Regions from separate parts of the Ovis canadensis genome. Here region 2 is linked to region 1. Evidence: chromatin contacts called from public Hi-C data. All regions are on one chromosome and are shown on one strand. Each heading gives the region's core, a stretch centred on a gene start, on an enhancer-like site or on the middle of the called end of the contact. The rest is flanking DNA. Distances are from core to core; before and after follow the strand shown.

Region 1 (4,011 bases), core at 1,206-3,705:
CCTTCTGTTGGTGAATATGGTGTAATGCATGGCTTTGTGCACAGCCCAGTGTGCGATTATGGCTTTGGGATGACCGCTTACAAAGTTCTGTTTGGTTAGTATTGGCATAGTTTTTTCTATATAGCCATACATGCGTATATATACCCATAGGGCTAGATCTGTATCTTAGTGTAGTGATGTATACGTATACACATACACCTGTGTGTTGAAGGGCCTAATCAGCTTTGGAAGTATCGAGTGGTCCCTTATCTCTTAAAGCTAATTCTTAGATTTGTTTATTTACTAAGTGGATCCAGTTTGTCCTTTAGGTTAAGTAAAATTAAAGAGTAAAGGCACGTGTATACCCGTGGCGGATTCATGTTGATGTATGGCAAAACCAATACAATATTGTAATTAGCCTCCAATTAAACAAATTTATATTAAAAAAAAAGAGTAAAGGCAGGGAGGGGGCCAGCCTCTAAATGCCTTGCTGCTGCAACCTTTGCCCCATATGTCCCCTGAATACATGTGAGGTCCCCTTCTGAATGCCAAACCCACCATTCACTGGTGCTGACTACATAGAATGGGGTTGAGAGAAGATCAGCTGGGACTTTGTCATCTGAAAACTTTGTTTTGTTGTTAACGGTTGTGGAAAACTTTCAAGTGCAGAGAATGATCAGCTTGCCGGTGTCCTCTCATGGACAAGGGAATAACTCTGACCCAATGATGCCTGGGTGATGTGCTCAGGGAGCTTGTCTCTAGGGAGTTCTGTGGCAGTTGAACACTTCCCACTTTCTAACACCTTATCCTGATGTTATGTCTCCAGGATTTGGATTTTGATTTTTCAAATGTAGCTTGACATTTCAATAAACTTTGCTCTTTTTTTTTTTTTTTTCTAAAAATAAACCTGGTGTCCGCCTGAGCTTAAAACAGAGTGGGTGGTAGAGGCCCTAATGGTGGTTGGGGGCACTGTTTTTCTGACTCATCTGCTCATGGGCACCACCTGAGTGGCAGGCCTGTGCTACACCAATGATCTTGCGTAACTGTCACAACACCCCCATTGTACGGGTGAGTAAGCGGAGACTCAGCCCGCTGAAGTGACTTGCCAAAAGTCACACAGCTATTATGGCAAATTGGGACCCAATCTTCCATCCATCCCTCTCTCCCACTCCTGCTTTCATATGGCAGCTTGGGAGTGAGTGGTGAGGTGACTACTAATGTACAACTTCAGCTTGAGGGGTGATTTGCAAGGAAGGGTCCCCCAAGAAAGGCCCCAAAAGAAAATGGCACGGTGTCCATGTGAGGGAGCAAGAAGAGGGGAACCAAATAAACACAAATGGGCCTCTCCCCTCTGAAACATCATCCAGATCACTTAGTACATTTACCTTAATACCACCCACAGGAGACCACTGACACTGGAAAAGGGGCTAAGAGGGCCTCAGTGAGAAAAGGACACACAGTATATACGATGGCCCAAACCCCATCCCACTCCCCCAAGGGGAGATGCTCTCAAGCTCTGCTGCTGCACTTGTTACTACTGAGATTTTGCTCACAAAACCCACCAGCCCCTTGGGCACGGCCAAGTCTAAGTATCCCAACTCCACTTCCCTCCTCTGTCTCTCCTTGGAGGCATCCTTACTTACCCATCACCCTTTCCTGGGCTCCATGTCTCTGGCATCTGGGGTCCAGCCATTTCTCTGATTCTGGGCATTCACTGTCTCCTCCACTGTGTCCTTACCTGGAGCCACTATGGGCCCTAAGCTGTGGTCTAAGCCTCCCAGTTTCCCAAGGGAGGGAATCACTCCTGTGTGAGTGACTCCGTTCCATCTCAGCTTCCTATAGCATATGCACCTACCTCTTTGTCACTTGAAATTTAAAGGAACTCCTTGACCTTCCTGAGCCATAAACCTCAAGGGCCAAGAGGTCTTGGCTCCTTTTCTTGCACCCATCACTGACTGGATATATTCCCAATGGCAGGCTTCTTTCACTGTAAAGGTCACACATGTAGGCCTATTCGTTTAGAATCACTAAACCTCTTCTTCACAACCTTACCCTGCTTGCTGGTCTCTCAAATCCCAACTTCTCTTTCTGCTCCTCACCTCTCAACTCATGATGCCAAGCTCATTGTCTGCACCTGCCCATTTGATCAATTTCCTGGCTGTGCAGACTTCACAGCTGGTAGAATGGACACAAAGGTTGCATCAAGCAGCTACTCCCCCAGTTCCCCTCATCTCTCCACCCAACCCAGTTCTCCCCAGTTCCCACTTACTCCCATCCCCTCCCCATCTCACGAACTGAGGGACTTTTCCACTCTTAGGCTCATCTGCAGACTTCCCATATGCTGATTTCCAGCCAAATAAGAACCAACAGATGAAAAAAGGAAACTCAGGAGATGGCCCAGCAAACATACAGCCCTCTCTGGTCATCCAGCCCTTCCCTATGAGAAAGGGGAAAAACATACCCACAGTCACACAGTGGGAAAGAGAGAACAAGTACGTTGCCCAGGCAACCATGACTAAACAGAGACAAACACTGCACCTTCTGAGGCCACAGCAGTTGCTAGACTAGATAAGAGGAACTTTGTGGCTGTTTGTCAGTCACATAGAGGAGCAGCTCTTGTTGTTTTTGTTCCACAGAAAACCAGCAGGGGTGGGGAAAGGCAAAAGAAAACATGACTCCTGGAAAGACCTTCACAGCTTGGGGCTTCCGGGCCCAGCTGGTCGGGCTGGACCCAGTACAAGGAAAAGAACCAGAAGTACCGAAGCGGTATGTTCCCCTGCCTGGACATGCTCCCTCTCCCAGGACCCTCCTACCACCGTCTCATCTGATCCTCATGCAGCCTGCCGCCCCCTCCCCACCGCCACAGCCATGTTTCCTGCCCTTACAGAAACAGACACTTGTGATTCACCTCCATTTCACAGATAAGAAAACTCAGAACCAGAGAGCTCAGTGCTACTCCCACTGATCTCATGGGACCTTGGTGACATCAGGAGCCCCTTTTAAATGTCAAAACTCTCCCCCAATCTATCCCAACCCAAAAGTAGTTGAACTCTTAATATAGTCATACCTCACTTTATTGTACTTTGCAGATATTTTTTTTTTTAAACAAAGGTTTCTGGCCACCCTGCATCAAACAAATCTATCAGTGCCATTTTTGCAACAGTGTTTGCTCACTTTGTGTCCTGGTGTGACATTTCAGTAATTCTTGTGATGTTTTCAACTTTTTCGCTGTTGCTATATTTTTATGGTGATCTGAGATCTTTGATGATACTATGACTTGCTGAAGGCTCAGATGATGCTTGGCATTTTTCAGTGATAAGGTATTTTTTAATTATGGTATGTACATTGCTTTTTCTGAATGTTGAGCTTTAAGCCAACTTGAAATAGATGGGGAAACAGTGGAAACAGTGTCAGACTTCATTTTGGGGGGCTCCAAAATCATGGCAGATGGTGATTGCAGCCATGAAATTAGAAGACGCTTACTCCTTGGAAGGAAAGTTATGACCAACCTAGATGACATATTCAAAAGCAGAGACATTACTTTGCCAACAAAGGTCTGTCTGGTCAAGGCTATGGTTTTTCCAGTGTTCATGTATGGATGTGAGAGCTGGACTGTGAAGAAGGCTGAGCACTGAAGAATTGATGCTTTTGAACTGCAGTGTTGGAGAAGACTCTTGAGAGTCCCTTGGACTGCAAGGAGATCCAACCAGTCCATTCTAAAGGAGATCAGTACTGGGTGTTCTTTGGAGGGAATGATGCTGAAGCTGAAACTCCAGTACTTTGGCCACCTCATGTGAAGAGTTGACTCATTAGAAAAGACCCTGATGCTGGGAGGGATTGGGGGCAGGAGGAGAAGGGGACGACAGAGGATGAGATGGCTGGATGGCATCACCGACTCGATGGACATGAGTTTGAGTGAACGCTGGAGTTGGTGATAGACAGGGAGGCCTGGCATGCTGCGATTCATGGGGTCGCAAAGAGTCGGACACGACTGAGCGACTGAACTGAACTGAACTGAACATTGTTTTTTAA
Region 2 (3,587 bases), core at 269-2,768, 40 kb after region 1:
ATGCAAACATGTGGGTCCAGGATGGCTAGATTTTCTGCTTTCTCAAGAGAGGCCAGAAATATGTACTTTCATGTGAAATCTTTCACATTTTAAAAGGTTGGCAAGTAATTCAGATTTTTGGAAAACACTGTTTGAGCCAAAGGAAACATGCCTGAGGGCTGGATTCAGCCTGTCAGTTTGCAACTTCTGATGATCACCAGGTTCTGACCCACTCCTACCAAAGTGCTTCCTACTCCGGTTGTCGTCCATTTCTCCTTGTTCCATGGATATGGGAGAACAACTACTTCATAACCTCCTCATAAAATCCTCTGTATCTTATTCTTCCCTCTCCAAACTGACAGCTATGCATTTATTGAGGACCTACTATGTGTTTTGTGATTTATGTCTCTGGAATCACTTAAATCTTCACAAAAATTATGGCAGATATGATGATTCCACTTTTAAAGACAAGGAAACTGGAGCTCAGGAGGTTAAGTACCTTTCCTGATGCTGCAAAGTAGCTCAGTGTCCAGCTCCTGAATGCTGGTGCCTGGGTTCTTTCCACCTTCTCGTGCTACCTTTCCTTTGCCAATTTTTGCTCAGAGGTCCCATTTCTCATCTTTTTTCTTCTTTTGAACCTTCTCCATTTCCCCCAGATTCTGGACATAGCTCTCATACAGAGCATGGTCACAGTGAGCCTAGGACTTAGGTTTGCTGGGGAGAGAGTCTCAATTCCAACCACTGAAACTTGTTTCCCCTAAGTATACTTATCCTTGCTTAATAGGCATTCTGATCTTTGGTTTGGAAAATGCAGCCGATGTAAGTGAGCCATGCTCTCTTCTGAGGCTGATTCATATCCAACTTGTGGTCAACTCCCTCCTTCACTTGGTGTTTTTGTGTTTATTTGTGTTGAGCCAAATTATGTTGTCAGGTTTTGTCACTAATGAGCCCCTTGCACTTGTCCCCACTGAATTTCATCTGGTTTCAAAGGACCTTCTTTCTCCAACTCATCTGACCAGAAGTCCTTCCGTCATTTTCTGTGGGTTTGGCCTCTTCCCAACCTGCTTTCATTTTCAAATTGCTTCAAGAAACTGTCTCCACCCTCCCCAAAGGTCTCATCTGGCTCTGTGCTTTCACTGCTCTGGGAACCCTGGTGAGGCCTCCTGGGCTTGGAGCAGACAGGTGGAGGGGAGGGCAGAATCTGTTCCCCGAAATTGGTTGGGGTGGAGGAGGGTCTGGTTGGGACTGGGAATGCTCCCTCTTGGTGGTCTTAGGCTGGAAGCTCTCCTAGGTCAGCTCTAGACCTAATTTGGCCCAGGAGGGTGCCAGGGGTCCACAGACCTCTCTCGGATGAGAGGGACCCAGGGTCCTGGGAGATCCTTTGGCAGGAGGTCCCTTAACTCAGTCCTGGCCCTCTTGGGACATCCCATTGTCCAAATGCTGTGGCATCCCAAGCTAGTTGCTAGGCACAGGGCTCTCAAACAATGTCGTGTGACAGTTTCCCAGCCCGCCCCAGGGGCCTCCCCAAGCCACAGGGTGTGGTTTGCAGTCTGGGTACATTCTGTACCCTCAACTCAGGGGACGGGTTTGTGGTTCTTGGTGCTGTGCAGCAGAGCCCCGCCCATGCCTTTCCTCTACAGCCACAAAAACAAGCTTAGACATCAGGAGGCGGGAATCGAAACAGTGGCTGTTACTGTACAGCTGGCCCTAGGAGACATGAGAAGGACACATCCCCTTCCCGTTCTCCTTCTCTGAAGGTGTCTGGGGCTTGGAAGATCAGTATTACCACCAGCTCTCTGCTGCTGGCTCTTCGCTTCCCTCCTGAGACCCATCCAATAACAACCTAGGGGGATGCAAGGCAGGGCTCTCTGGGGACTACCTCTCACTGTCTTCCCCAGAGACCATGAACCATAGCTTTCCTCTCTGTGCAGGCACTGTTGTGAGCACTTGACAGATCTCATTTAATCTTTACAACACCTGAAGAGCAGTCCCTGTACTAGTATCAGTCACATCTTACAGACAAGGAAAGTGAGGCACACAGGAGTTAAACAGTGTGCCCAAGGTCATACACTACCAAGTGGCATAATCAGGATTTGAACCCTAGTCTGAATCCCTGATCTTGCCACTTGGATTAGACTGCCTACTTTCCCCCCAGCATTCCTGAGGACTGGACAGGTAGCATATGTGTATGCTAAGTTGCTTCAGCTGTGTCCAACTCTGTGGGATCTTATGGACTGTAGCCCACCAGGCTCCTCTGTCCATGGGATTCTCCAGGCAAGAATATTGGAGTGAGTTGCCATGCCCTCCTCTAGGGAACCTTCCCGACCAAGGGATCGAACCTGTGTCTCTTGTCTCCAGTATTGACAGGCAGGTTCTTTACCACTAGCACCACCTGGGAAGCCTGGACATGTAGCACCTCCCAGCAATCTTTTCACTGGAGAATAAACCGACTCAGGCCTTGGAGGGGAGGACTTACTCCCTGGAGAAGCTGGGAGAAACAGGCATGACCTCTGCCCAGTTATAGGGATTCCCCAGGACTCCCGGAGAGTCAGGCCACACCCAACACTGCTGGCTTGGCCTGCAGTGTCTTCTCTGCAGAGGGGTGTGTGTGTGTGTGTGTGTGTGTGTGTGTGTGTAGAGGGTGTATGTATCTGGGTGTGTGTGTCTGGGTGTGTATGTCTGTGTACAGGCACAGACTGTGCATGGGGTGGGGTGGAGTAAGGCGCTCCCAGAGCTCTCTGGCACCCTCTTGAGGCAATGCCACTCACTGCCGCTCTTCTCTGTGTGTGACCTGCTTCTGACGTCTCAGGCTCTGTCCTGGGACCTCAAAACCCATTTCTTGTGGGCTGCAAGCTCAGCGTACCAGGCCGCTGCTGGGCCTGTTTTGTTTTTATTTTATTTATTTTTTAACCATTTTAAGTGTACAATTCAGTGGCGTTAAGTATATTCACATATTGTACAACCATCACCTCTATTCATCTCTAGATTTTTTCATCATCCCTAACTGAAACTCTGTACCCATTAAACAATAAATAACTCCTGAGTCCTCCCTCTCCACAGCCCCTAGCAACCACTATGCTACTTTCTATCTCTATGAATTTGACTATTCTAGGTACCTCATGTAAGTGGAATCATATAGTATTTGTCCTTTTGTGACTGGCTTAGCATAATGTCTCCTGTTTGACCACTTCCAATTTACCTTGATTAGTGGACCCAACATTCCAGGTTCCTATGCAATATTGTTCTTTACAGCACCTGACTTTACTTCCATCAGCATCTACAACTGGGCATTGTTTTCCCTTTGGCTCTGTCTCTTCATTCATTCTGGAATTATTTCTCCACTCTTCTCCAGTAGCATATTGGGCACCTACCTACCTGGGGAGTTCCTCTTTCAGTGTCATATCATTTCCCTTTCCATACTGTTCATGGGGTTCTCAAGGCAAGAATGCTAAAGTGGTTTCCCATTCCCTTCAATGGCGAATTTAATTCAGATGATCTTTGTATCTACTACTTTGGGCAAGAATCCCTTAGAAGAAATGGAGTAGCCCTCATAGTCAACAAAAGAGTCCAACATGCAGTACTTGGATGTAATCTTAAAAACAATAGAA

Evidence for each region. A called contact is a pair of places that touch in the nucleus more often than the background predicts.
Region 2: a contact with region 1 is called in a Hi-C map of fibroblasts, with 2.5 times the contacts expected there. The contact joins two enhancer-like sites. A contact is called at or near these places in 2 of 2 Hi-C or Micro-C datasets (fibroblasts and lung).

The regions. Positions count from the first base shown.
Region 1 is chrX:129,809,361-129,813,371 of ARS-UI_OviCan_v2, forward strand. It overlaps TSC22D3 (TSC22 domain family member 3), which reads left to right. Exons shown (of 4, transcript XM_070292151.1): 4 at 1-885. Among named protein-coding and RNA genes, the nearest start is that of TRNAG-CCC, 57 kb to the right of the region's middle. Within about 2 kb of position 2,456, the one cell type or tissue checked has open chromatin away from gene starts, as enhancers often do. A contact at or near this core is called in fibroblasts, where this site is marked.
Region 2 is chrX:129,850,598-129,854,184 of ARS-UI_OviCan_v2, forward strand. No RefSeq gene overlaps it. Among named protein-coding and RNA genes, the nearest start is that of TRNAG-CCC, 16 kb to the right of the region's middle. Within about 2 kb of position 1,519, the one cell type or tissue checked has open chromatin away from gene starts, as enhancers often do. A contact at or near this core is called in fibroblasts, where this site is marked.